Regions from separate parts of the Gossypium hirsutum genome. Here region 1 is linked to region 2. A link is a contact called in public Hi-C data. All regions are on one chromosome and are shown on one strand. Each heading gives the region's core, a stretch centred on a gene start, on an enhancer-like site or on the middle of the called end of the contact. The rest is flanking DNA. Distances are from core to core; before and after follow the strand shown. Region 1 holds the start of LOC107954647 (CLIP-associated protein). Region 2 has its middle 28 kb from the start of LOC107954648.

Region 1 (6,834 bases), core at 2,836-5,335, 33 kb before region 2:
CATATTTTGAAATATATATAACATCAACTTCTTTTAACCATCAATGTCAATAAAGTAGCCAATATTGGAAGAAGGTTATTCATTAGAGTATTCAGAGATCACATATCATGAAAAACATCCCAAACTACTTTCAAGAAGAAAAAAATCATTGTTCGATATACACAGGTCCAAACCTCCCAAAAGAGATGACTCCCTTGAAGAACTCTTGGCTCGTGGACTGCTTTTCTTGACGTTATAGACGACAGGCTTTCTATCTCCAGCAGCAAGACCACCCAACGTTCCATTTGAAGGTCGAACTTGCATCTCAGTTTTCTCTAGTCTGGCATTAATATCTCTCACCTGCAGTTATATGCTATATTATACAACTCACAGAGTAATAACACCCATACCTTTCTTCTAGAAGGAAATGTAATCAACATTAAAGGATCAAAACTAATGTTATCATTTATGAAACTACATGTTAAATTAAGTAGACTTAACAGGAATGAGAATGCAGAGGGGGAGGGGAAGGGTGTAACTGAGCCGTTAATGTGAAGTCACAAAAAAATGAGAATATCATTCATCTGCAGCTACAAATAATTAAAATCAAGGCTAGAGAATGGAATATATTATTCTAAAATCAAATATTCACCATAGATGCAGGAAGCTGATGGCGATGAAGTTCATCACGAAATTGAGTTCCAGCCTGCATATACATTTCCTGGAAAAGAAATAATGTGATCAGCATTATGCAACTAGATGTGACAAAGTAATGACTCATGAAATTTCTAAGAGTAATTTGTCAAGAAGAATGGCAATAAGTGGACATATAGCAAAGAATTACTTCTCAGTTAATGCAACATTTATTAAACATCAATAGCAGAAATACAAAAAAGAAACCGAAAATTAACCTAATAAATAATCACTGTATAGTTCTTCATTATTAAAGACCTACATGCATCAATAGAAGCAAAAAACTTTTTATAAATAATTCACATTAATACTAACCTAAGGAGCAGATATTTCATGCCAAACAACCCATGTCAAACTGAGTTCATGAACAAGAAAGGAATGCAGAAAATTGAAAAGAGGGGTGGGGATCTAAACTTGAGTCGCAAGAAATCAAATTGAGATGATTTTTTTTGTTTATATGCTAAATATAACTAAGAGAATATTTTTGGCACAACCTACTGATATCAAATTACATAAGCATTGCTTTTGACATTTTAATCGTAGCCTAGGTCACAGCAAGCTGTCAAGAAAAATTTTTCTAGTTTTTGTTTTCCAACAAAAAGGAGTCCTGACCAACTTAAGTTTTTAATGTTTTCCTGACTAGAAAACAGATTCAGAACCCTGATGTTTGTGCCTATTGATTTTTTCATTATATTTCTTTGTCTTCTAAAGGCAAGTAAAAAACTTATTGCAAGCATATCAACATGTTTTTCCCTAACTGATAGGCAGAACAGCTGCCTCTGAGAAAGCCCACCTATTAGGATTCAGGCTATCATTTGTATATTTAGGAAAAAGCGAAAGTTCCTTTAAAACATCGATTAGAAATTTGAATATGACCAAAACAAGAATAAGAAAATATCAATTCTTACTAAACCTAAGTTAGAAATGTTGTTGAGCTCTAGTAAAGATAATACTAGAAGACAACTTTCACTGACCTCAATGCACAATATAGCAGCTTCACGAACACCGGGATTTGAGTCATGCAACATCTGCAAAATCTGATAAATAAAGAAATTTATATATGTCAACTTATCTCTGTCACACATACATTTTGGAGAAGTTAATGACTAATGAGCATACGGGGGGGAGAATAGCCCGTTGAAGTGGAAGCTCAGTAGATGCAAAAAGACTGATTGAGGATGTGACTGTCTGGGCAAATTCCTCCCTAACTCTCCAACTTCTATGCGTCCAGCCGTAAGAGCCCGCCCTTTCAACAATAATTGTTGGAGAAGAAACCTGGAATACAAAATAATCAGTATATTTTACAGATCAAACTAATTGTTTACCACTTATCTTAAAATAATAATTCAAAAAACTCAGCAAGGCACTCAAATTGATACTTACTCCAAAATATAATTGCAAAACATATAATCTAGTCCCTTTCCTTATGAAAACAGATATAAAAATAAAACCATAAACCACCGGGCATTGAAAAGAAATTTAAAAAATAAAAATTGCAATGGACAAATTCTTGAGGTTGTCCACTCCCTCATTGTATCACTAATCTTACTTGAAAATGCATATGGATTAAGGAAGTTACTACTTTCCACAACATAAAACAGAAAAGAAAAGGAATACTTAGATACAAAAGCAAATAACATTTATGAAGACTTCAAAAATACAGTGTACTTTTATAGAGAACAAAATGCTGCATGATTTTACTAAATTGGAGATGGGTTTCAGTAATTTTGTTAACTTCCAATCTATTATGGTTTCATTTCTACCATTTTCTCTTTCTTTTTTGACCAACCTTTAGCAAGCAAAAAGCAAGTGAAAGAAACGACCACATAATGGGATCCAAGAAAAGTGAAAAAGCTTTTGACAACTTGTATTCTTACTAAATTGTCCATAGCCATTATGACAATGCAGGTTCTTAAGTCTTGCTTTAGAGTGAGAACTAGAAAAGAAAATCTTAAAAGCTAATGCTTTAGTTCTTCACAGCAGACTTTTTAAACCACACTAAACATAAACGTATCTTTTGAGAGTAGAAGAGTATCAAGCATCTGCTTTTCAATAACATATGATAGCCATAGAGGTAATTGCATGAGGAACCCTAATTCACGAACTTGCTTTCTTAGTAGTATTAATAAAAAATTAAAATGGAATGAATGACTAATCCCACAAGAAACATGGAAGCCATCCCGAGGTAATTAAGGATGGTAATTATTCAATTGCATAAAAGCATTCACTAATGACTTCTACAAAGCTAAGGTAACTTTAGAAAGCAATAAAATAAGGAATGAGTTAGGTTTCCATTTACCAAGAATTGCGAAGACAAAAATGATAACGAATTATTTTAAGGTAAAACAATTCGGAAGCCCTTGACTCATTCAAAGCTAAGAAAAACCGTATTTCCTATCTCCATGAATAAAAAACATTCTGGTACGGTAAAGTTCCACAAAGCGGAGGGACAAAAGTCTTCCATGGATTGATATGCATGAAAGTCAGTTATAAGAAGGAAAAGGAATTATACTAGCAGTAGACAATCAATAACATAAAAGGAAATAGATAGCAACTCTACCTCCATGAGAGTGAGAAGTAGGCGTCTCGCAGCGTCTCTGACGGTTTGCTTAGCGTCACCTAACCGTTCAACAACCGCGGGAACAAGCGCGTTGAAGTGCAACTTCAAGTGATCACCAGAGAGGACGGCGGCAGAAGCAAGTGCCTGGAGAGCGCCCTGGGAGACTCTGAAGTTGTTGTCGTTGAGGAGATCCATGCAGCAATCCACGAGCGAAGTAACCTCCGAATAAGTCAGACTCTTTCTGGAACCTTCGAGGAGGTGGTAGAGACGTTCCACAGCCGCCATTCGCTCCTTGGTGTCTTTGGCGCGTGCCAGCTCCAGTGCCTCCTCCATCTGGATCCCGATCCTGTCCTCAGATCTAAATTTCTCAACCAATTCCAGTAATTTGGAAAAAAAACAATAAAAATGAAAATTGAGGAAATGTGTTTGGCAGAGAGGAAAGAAATTCAATTAAAGGCAAGGAAAATGATTGTTATTGGTAAAGAGATACTTAGCGAAGAAGTTGCGCTTATTTTCTTTCTTATTAATTTTTCTTTTCTTTTCTTTCCTCAAAAAGAAATTATCATTACGGATGAAAGGAGTAGAGATGGTAAAGTGGACTGAGATTGACGGAGAAGATGATGAAAGTGTGTGGTTCAGGTAATTAAGGAAACTGCCCATCCCTTTTGTATTATTTTACGAGTTTTTGCCATTCTTTTTTTTGTTTTCGCGCGAGACTGCGATGTGCTCTTTTTTTAGTTTTTTTTTGTTCAGTTGTAACCGTCGTAAGGATAACACAGGGATGATCGGATACTTCAGATTTGGAATTTACTAGTCCAGCTATTTTTTGGTTTAAAATTTCTAGTTATTCTTTTATTTCAAACAACTTACTTTCCCTATTTTTTTTATTACATTAACTATCGAGTAATTATTTTTTATTTTAAAATGTTTCATTAATAAATTTAACAGAAAATTTTCAACAGAATTAACAATTAAACAAAAGCAAAAAGAATAAAATGCATACATAACATATATATATAATGAATTACCTACCAATACATCCGATAAAACTCAAATTTAAGGGATGATTTACCCATATATGCTACAAAAAAGAAATTTGACCATTTATACTAATTTTTTTAATTTACCGATATATATTATTTTTAGAGAGAGAAAAAAATGTGTCTAACAGGCACGTTTCACTTTGTGAAAATAATTGTCGCAATTCATTGAATTGTTGTGGTGAATGAGGTTTTTTCTCAAAAACAGCGGAATCAATCCGTTGGTGTTTGGAGTCGGGAGTTGAATCCCCAAGAAGAACATCATCGACAATCACGACAGTGGATGAAGGAACGGCAAGAGGAATGGCAGGAATTGAGGTGGAGGGTACGATGGTCACAATTGATTGAGGTAGCAAAGAGGGGGAATTATAATCTTCTTCCTCTTCTTCTTCTAACAACTCCTTATCCTCTTCGTCGTTATTATTGAGCACATCGTTGTTGATGTGTTTTCACAATAGAAAAAGGGAAACGTGTTGTAGGACACATTTTCCTTTCTCTCTCCAAACATAATATATATTGGTAAATTAAAAAAAGAACATAAATTATCAAATTTTATTTTTATTCAGCATACATGGATAAATCAACCCAAATTTAAGTACTTAAAAATTTAAAATTTTCATATATTTTAAAAAAAATCGTTTTTAATAAATTTTGAAAGACAATTTTTCATGTTTTTTTTTCCAATCACCATGTAATAGGTGTCCCAAAATCTACTATTATAATTGTGAAATGGAATCATATTGAGCAACAACCCCTTCCTCACTTCGTCCTTATTAAATACTGTCGAAACTTCTTTTTTTCAAATCGACTTTTTTATTTTTTTTTAAAAACGAAAATGGAGTCGCCACCAATCCTTTTTTTGAGGTGTGATCGGATCACCTTACAATTTGATCGTTTTAATAAAAAGTTTGATTTACTAAAATAATAATTTTGGTCTACCAAATCCCGGAAATGGGTTCGGGAGTATGTTACGCACGAGGAAGGATTAGCACCCTCGTAACACCCGAAATTGATACTTAATTGATTAATTGATGTCTTAGTGTGGAGAATTAGAAATTTGAAAAGAGTTCCATTTTTGTATTAAGGCACTACCTAACTAAAGTAATTTTCACGAAAAGGGCTTATCTCAAGTTAATCGAGAAAAAGGATCATGTCGCGTAAGTTAGGACACAATGTCTTAAGTCCTTGGAAACGAGAATAAACGTCAATTGATCGTTACTTAAATCTCATTTTTATTTATTTTAAAGTAAATATTCAACTATCTCGGTTTTAGAAAGAAGTCATATTCCATAAGTTAGAAACACAACATTTCTAATTTCAAAATAATGAACATTACCTTGATTTAAAAAAATTATTTTTTATGCATCGTACGAAGACGAACGTAACATTTAAAGTAATGTGCATTTAACTTGTTTGGGCATAGTACAAAAACCAATAATTATATTTAAACATAATGTATGATATAGTAATAATGAAATAATGTAAAATGGCTATATAAGTAAAATATTAGAATAATATATAATAAGTAAATAAGGAATACTATAGTAATACTAATGAAATTAATAATAATATTAATATTAATAATCAAATCATAAGAATAATAAAATAAATAAGGTAACTTGAAATAAGAATAAAAATAAAAAATGCATGATTAACAAATAGTAGACATGAAAGTGCCAAAAAATAAAAGCAATAATAAAATAACAAGAACACAAAAAAAAAGATAATGACAATAAAAATGCACTAATAATAGCGTGGCGATAATCACATTAATTACTATTCTAATACTAATTAAATAATAAAGGAAACATAAATAATAATGATAATAATAATAAAATATAAAAGTACATAAAAGGAAAAGATGAAATTGAAATCAGAATGAAATAAATAAATAAATAAAATAATAAATAAAACAACTTGTAAAAACAGAATTGAAGTTAAATAAACCAAGGATCAAATTGAAATCAGAATGAAATTAAGGAGTATACATTATAAATATATAAATAAAAAGACTAAAAAGGACTAAAACGTAGCACGCTAAAAATAACAGGGGCTAAATGGGCAAACATCCCAAAACTCCTAGACACGCATCCTTTTTAAGATGGTCTGAAATGCCCCAAAATAACGTCGTTTTAGAGACCGACCCGAAATCCGACCCGACCCTGGCAAGGATCCGTATGTTTTTAGTAGGGGTCTAATTGCCGCCCCAATCCTTCCGCTTTTTCATTATTTCTCAATCTAGTCCTAATTCCTTTATTTTTTTTCTTTTAGATTGTACCATTAATTTCAAACCTCTTTCAATTTGGTGTTTTGGGACGAGCTTTTCTGCACTAAATTTTTGAGGACCCTTTTTAAGCCTGATATGTGTTTAGGAGATCTAGAGTATTTTATTGATGCCCCAAGATGTAACATCCTTCCTTCCGAGAAGACCCAACCATCACATGTTCAATCTTCAATCCAAATTTGAGCTGCCCTTTTCCGGGTTTTCAACTCAAAACCCCTTTGGTCTCAATGCGCCCTTTGCGAGTTTTCGCCTTAGCCTCTCCCCCTTTTTTTTAGGTG
Region 2 (7,406 bases), core at 1,082-3,581:
CATGCAAGGTAATAGAGCTCGGTCAAGTTATTACAAACCTTTAATTTATTCTAGGTTGGATATAAATTAATCATGCACTCTTCAATTATTATGTCTATTAGCTGTCATCTGGTTCGGGTCGCTCAACTAATTTTAATGCATCCAATCACATATGAATGAAATACATGCTTGAGTTTAATTGAAAATATGAACGATTGAGGCACAAATAATATAAACATGATTTAAACAAAATTCATTGAAATGATGTAATCATCCTAGCTAAACAAATTTAAACTACCATTGTTGATGGCAAGATCACAAAGCACATGCAAACATGATTTAATTAAAGTAACAAAATAAAGGAAGAATAAACTCTATTCGAATCAACAGTCTAGCAAACTCTGATTGAAAAGGTTTCCTCCAATCCTTGTGTTGCTTATTTGCTAATGGCTTCTCAAGGTGGCCAACCAAGAGATAATCTCTTCAGGATTTTGCTGGTTAAGAAAAAAAAGAAAATAAATATGGGATGATATGTGTGGAAATGAGCAAGAGATGTAGGGATGCTTTGAAATGGGGAATGGATGTGGGTATTTATAGTGAAGGTTGGTGGATAAGTTTACTAAAAATAGTGTGAAAAATCCCCCAATTTACTTCTTTGCTTGGTTGGCCATTGTGGAAAGGAATGGATGTTGGTTGCTTGATTCAAGCATAAAATCATGCTTGAATTAAGTAAGGGTTGGACGACTTCAAGGGAAAATCTTGTGGGCTGATTTCTGATTCATTTGAAATAGTAAGGATCTTTAATAAATTTCCCAAAACCTGATTTCTGGGCTGCTCACAAGTGTCATGCTGAATTGGACTTGTTCTTCTCTTGTTGGGCAGTTTGGTGATCCAGTTGTTAACTAGACTTGTCCATCCATTGATCCATTTTCAATTAGATCACAAGCAACCTTTTCATGATCTATTTTATATGTGCTTGTCGTCCATATAGAATGGATTGGGACATGTCCATGTAACTTTATTTTATAAATAAATCATGCATAATTTCAAATTAACTTATTAATGGGTTCCATTTCAAAATACTCTTTCATGGCCAACTATTATTTCTTTTTCTTTGGATTCTTCATTCTTGATGGTTTAATTTTTAAATAAATCACCAATTTAATTTCCGATACAAATTAAAATACCTGTTTTTTAAGAGTAAAGCTTTATTGAATAAATAATAAAAAATGGCATCGCAAAACACCAACATAAAAGGAAAAATGAAAACAAAATTTAAAGGCAATTTTCACCCTTCACATCTTCATTAAAAAACCATCAACAGTTGGATAAGTTAATTGCACCATATTTTTGCCAAGTTATCAGTTCACTACAACAAATTTATTTATTAGTGATGTCTATAATACTGTCACTGTTAGTATTTGGTGAAATAAATTTCATCGTCACACCGTTGATCACGTTAGGCATGCTACTAAAAATTAATATTGATGTTATATCATAATGTGTCATGTATTATTGATAATATTAAGACGATAATGTATGATGCCATCATATAAATAAAATTTGATGATAATTAATTGCGTCAATAATCATATAAAATTGTCGTAAGTCATACATATAGTCACCAATAATGAAATAGCATTTCACTTACAGGTGACAAAAGAAATATTGTAAGCATGTCAATGACGTGCTATATTGTCACTAATATAATAACATAATAATATTAGCGACAATAATATTGTCACCAAATGATATATGTATTCGTCATTTATTAATTGAACTGTCACCAATAATAATATAATATTCAAAATATATGTGACAAAAAAGATATGGTCTGACATACTATATCATCATGTAATATGATTTAAAAAATGCATAAATATTGTTAATACATAACCGCACCTGATAGACAACTAATTTTGTCCTTAAATCATATACATAATCGTCATTAGTTATACAAATTGTCACCAATAATATTGTAAACAGTTAATTTTATCTGTGTCTTCGAAATATTAAATTCAAATTTTTAAATGAAATGCAAATATTAAATTATAAATCAATGTTGATTTGGACCAATTAATTTGAAGACTTTGATTGAATTTGGATCCATTTTCCCTATTTGGGTCGTATTCCTTTTATTTTTTATGCTAAATAAAAATTTTGGGCTTTGGCCCTTAGATTTGTATAGTTTTAAATATTTATAATTTTACAATATTTTATTAATTACAAAAATTCAAGAAAAAAATCCAAATTAAAAATAAATTTACAAAACAAGACCCTTAACTTTGAACATGTTACAATTTGGTCCATAAGACATCCCCTTTGGACAACACCATCCCAACACCCACTCTCACCGTGCATCACTAAACCCCTCATTGCCTTCATTCATATCCACCATGCCCCTAAACCAAACACTATTCACATACCCACAAATAGTAGTAACAAACAACGCAAAGTTTAAAGCTTCTGAAACGAAAGGGAATTTATGAGAAAAACAATCAAAATTAACAAATTAAAAAAAAATCAAAAAGAAAGACCCATTTCAAATGGTTGAGTTCTCGGCGCCATAAAATATAAAAAGAAACAATGAGAGAGCAAAACCAAGTATGTGTCATTAATGAATAATGATAAGCTAAAGGAACAGTGGTGAAAAAGAGTCTAAAATAATACAACTCTGCCATACAATGAGAGAAGAATACAACAATGGCAATCCCCACCAAAACCGCCATATTTGAAGATAATCCCACAATTAAAATCAGCTTTGCCATTGCCGTGCACACCCAAAAACTAGAAGGCTCCTGGATATAGTAACATTTAAATACGATATAAGTCGGTACAACTAAAAACATCATGCTATTATGTTACAAATTTATATTTTTAGGGTTGGAAAAAGTTTGATACTTTTGCAATTGATGATTGTAATACTAACCGTAAAACCTTTAAAATATCAAATTATAATCGAAGACAAATCATATTGTAATTTTTTTAGTATAATGATTTATTTAATCTTTCAACTTGATAAAAAATTTATTTTAGTCTTTATTTAATTTTTCGTCTCTTTAGCTCTTAAACTTACATTGTTTGTCTAACTACCCAAAATGGATAAAAAAATTGATGTCGGTAAACTTTGCTAATGTGGCAATCCACGTGTGTGCCACATTAGCAATTAATTAATTTTTAAAATTAAAATATTAATTTTTCATATTTTTTAAATTTTTTTGAATTTTTTAAATTTTTAAATTTTAAAAAATTAATTAATTACTGACGTGTCATCCACGTATATGTGGCTACATGAACAAAGTTAACAAACTTTAACTTTTCAATCAATTTTTAGGTGATTTGACAAAAATCGTATATTTAATAGTTATAAGAGATGAAAAATTAAATAGAAGATTAAAATGGCTTCTTTTCTTTATAAAATTGAAGTACCAAACAAGTCATTATATCTATTTTTTTATTCAAATTCAACAATACTTGTGATAGCCCGAAATAGGGCCTAATCGGAATAGTGGTTTCATAACCACAAATCCGAAGTGAAATAGTTTTATTTTATAAATTTTTATTAGTTACTGATTGATTGAAATATTGTGTGAAAATATGGATAGAAAATTTTAATGATTTAGTGCCTAATTGAATTTTTAGGACTAAATTGAGAAAAATGCAAAGTGTGTCTAATTAGTGATTAAATGACTTAATTGAATTATTGCATGAAATTAGAAGTGTTTATGTGGCAATTAGACCATAAATTAGTGTTATGGACACAAAAGGGTATTTCTAGAAAAATATCTAAGTAATGGGTCAAGGGCATTTTTGTCCAAATTGAATAAAATACAAAATAAAGTGAAAATAAGTGTCCATCTTCTTCAAAATCAGACGTTTGCTGCCAAAAAAATTCATGTCACCATAGCTAGGGTTCTTGATCTTCCTAAGCTCAATTGTAAGTGATTTCTTGCCCCGTTTTTAATTATTTTCGTATTTTTATGCTTATTGAAGCTTGAATTTCATGTTTCTACCATTTAATTTAAATGAAATTAAAGTTTAAAAATTGATCCATTCATGATATAATTGTAAATTGATTAGTGATGTTAGATAATGAATGTTTGAAGTGTTAATTACAAGTTTTACTAGATGAATTTCAATGAAAATGTTGAAAATGGGCTAAATTGTGGAAAATGGTAAAGTGTGCATAAAGTTGTGATTTTGTGAAATTGAGGGCTGTTATGAGCATGAAATATGATTTAGTGAATTTTTAAATTTAAGAATTTAGTGAATTTTATTTTTACGAGCTTAGGGACAAAAGTGGAATTTTTGAAAAGTTTTGGGGAAAAATGTAAATTTGCAAAAATGTTGTGTATGAATTGTATTTGAATGAAATATTGATAAAATGTATTAAATTGTGTTAATACAGATCAAGAAAGAAGAAATAGTGCAAGTGATCGGGGAAAAGAGAAAGTTATCGACTAAAATACAAAAATAGTCGTTTTGCATCCGAGGTAAGTTACGTGTAAATAATAGTTATATTTTTATAAATTGTGAATTATACTTGATATGTGAATTAATATTGAATGTGGAAGGAAAATTGTTCATGAATTATTCAAGTGTTAAAGTGTTGAAAATAAAGTGTTAAGTGTAAATTCCCGGTTGAACTTAGGAATAGAAGTGGATACAAGTGACATGTCACTAGAGATCAGTGTTACAGTGTTACAGTGAGTCCCGGGTGCTGAGTGATCTAGCATGTGTTGCAGACACCTGACAGCTTGTGTGAGCAGGCCCGTGGACATTTCCAGTGTTATTGATCAGTGGTAGCTTCGGCTACGTTTCAGTGGTAGCTTCGGCTACATATTAGTGTTGCACTTATGTGCTAAATCTCTACGTATCTGTGTATATTCCGAGTGTTCAACGGGATTAATAATGAGTTAAAGTGAATATGAAATGAAGTGTTTATGCAGGTACAATTGAAAGAATGAGCATATGTGATAAATGTTAAGTGTGAAAATGTATATGAAAGTGAATTGGTAAGATTGTGCATGTGTAAGTGATTGAAATTGCTAAGGAATGTTTTGATTAGTTATATGCTAAAAGTGTTATTTATTAAATGAGTACCTATTATTTACATGTAACTTACTAAGCTATTTGTAGCTTACACATTTTCTCATTTCCTTTGTTTTATAGTGATTTGAACTTGATCGAATTGGAGATCGTCGGAGCTCGTATCACACTATCATAATCATCTCGGTATTATGTGCTTTTCAAAATATTTAAACTATGGCATGTATAGAGTCTTAATCATTTTGAGTATGTTCATATGATATGGCTAAGATTAGCTATTGAAATGGTTAGTAAAGATTATGTTTTGGTTATGTATGTGTAAATGGTAGCTAATACAAAGAAGCAGTTTCTTTGACAGCAGCAGTGACGTGAATGTGAAAAATCACCATAAATAGTAGAAATGGAATTAGAGAGTGAATTATATATGGAATTAAAGCTTATCAAGTCTATTTTTATATGAAAGAAACGATGTAGGCAAAGGAATTCTGTATTTTGAGATATTTGAATTTTAGTGAGACAGGGTCAGAATAGTTTTTGAAGTCCCCTTTTCTGACTTTGGAAAATCATTATAAATTGTACAGAAATAATTATAGGTCATAATTTATATGCCTAGATTCCTTAGTGAGTCTATTTTCAAAAGAAATAAATGGTAACCTTATATGAATTCTGTACAAAGATATAATTGACTTTTAGTGGCAAGAGGTCAGATCTGTCTAGTTGTGAAACAGGGGATACTTTAATGAATAAACTGTACTAATTGGCTAAGTAAAAAATTCTGAAAATTTTATGGTAAGTAGTAATATGAGTCTAGTTTCAGGGAAAATTTATGGATTTAAATTTCAAGTTCTGTAACTCGAGCTATAATTAAATTAGTGAAAGTCACGCAGGTAGACAGTTTTGTTGTGAACAGTGAATTTAATTTTTAAAAGCAAATTTTTATGCTCTGAATTGGTAAGTTAAATTAGATAACATCTCGTACTCGATTGCGGCGACGGTCTCGGGTAAGGGGTGTTACAATACTAAATGGCAGAATGAATGTTGAAAGACTATTTTATGGTTGATGAAATATATTATATGAATTTCAGGTTTTCGTTTGAGAGTAATGTGCAAAATTAATTGAATCAATACTTATAATGTTTAGGGAGCAAAATCTAAATCGTCGAATAGATTTCGAATTGATCTGTTTTGAATGGAGAAAATTTTTTTCTTTTGAAAAGTGGATGTGGGGCAGGGTAAGGTGGATTTTTTTTCTGGATAGTGAGTATGGAGCAGTTATGGTAAATATTTGTCCCACCCTGACCTGCTCCCATATATGAAATTACCATTTTATTCTTATATATATGAATTATTAAAGGGTAAAAATGTAATCACGTAATATAAAAAAATCTATATATTTTATGTTTGAATAGTTTTTGAAGAATTATGTTTAAATATTTATTTGACTTAGAAAAGATTGAAAATATTAAAGATAAGTAGCAAAAATTAAATTGAAATGGAGTAGGATGTGGTGGGGTGGGGCGAGGATGGATGTATCTAACAACCATAAAGATAGTAATGGCTTTCAAGATTATGCATATATAGTGGAGCGAAGTGAGTAGTAGAACAGAGCATGCGAACTATAAAGCGATGATAGATTTAACAATATTCACCCTCGCTTCTCATTCTTAATGATGTTGTGTTTTTTTTTTCAATAACCCTAATAATGTTGTTATTTGAAAATATACGTGAGTAAGGAATTAAATTTCAAATTTAAAATATTTTTATGCAATGAGTTGATTCAGTTATTTTAAGATAGAAAGAAAAAATGTCAGAAACCTTGCCTACGGTGGAGTTCATGGTGGGTGCTAATTTTTTAGGTTCGAATAGTGGTGTCAGTCGAGCAACTAAAAAGGTTCATACTAGACCGAATTTGTCACCGGAATCAAAAGATCTGACAGTGGATGGGAATGGGCAAAAGATCCAAGGCTCTGAATTACCCAACACATCGTATAAGTCTACGCTAATAGGAGTCTCATCAGATCCTGCGCATATTATGTTTGTTGAATAAGATTTTGCATTTACAGATGGTGACATTGTTACGAAAGTGATTGAAGGAGTCTCGTCGGTAACATTTTTAGATCGCATCGAAAACTATATTGAGCGTAAGATGGCTAAAACAATCGTAGAAAAACTGTTAGGGAAGCAAATTGGTTTTAATGCTTTACTAAATAAATTTTCTCAATTGTGGAACCAAGGAGTCTAATACAGTTAATGGATCTGGAGAAGGACTTCTTCTTGGTTCGTTTTCACAATAAGGACGACTATAATAAGGTACTAGTTATTAGATTTTTCAATGACCCAGAATGAGATCGCCATTCAGGTAGTGTGGATCTGTCTGT

What was found. Hi-C and Micro-C count contacts between places; a contact is called where the count stands out from the background.
Region 1: a Hi-C map of leaf shows a contact between it and region 2, with 2.3 times the contacts expected there. The contact joins the promoter of LOC107954647 here to the enhancer-like site in region 2. A contact is called at or near these places in 7 of 34 Hi-C or Micro-C datasets (anther, hypocotyl, leaf and 1 more).

The regions. Positions count from the first base shown.
Region 1 is chrD07:29,282,759-29,289,592 of Gossypium_hirsutum_v2.1, reverse strand. It overlaps LOC107954647 (CLIP-associated protein), which reads right to left and starts at 4,085. Exons shown (of 22, transcript XM_016890262.2): 1 at 3,233-4,085; 2 at 1,792-1,947; 3 at 1,647-1,709; 4 at 632-700; 5 at 174-339. The coding sequence starts at 3,565.
Region 2 is chrD07:29,246,971-29,254,376 of Gossypium_hirsutum_v2.1, reverse strand. No RefSeq gene overlaps it. Among protein-coding and RNA genes, the nearest start is that of LOC107954648, 28 kb to the right of the region's middle. Within about 2 kb of position 2,331, at least 2 of the 9 cell types and tissues checked have an H3K27ac peak or open chromatin away from gene starts, as enhancers often do. A contact at or near this core is called in leaf, where this site is marked.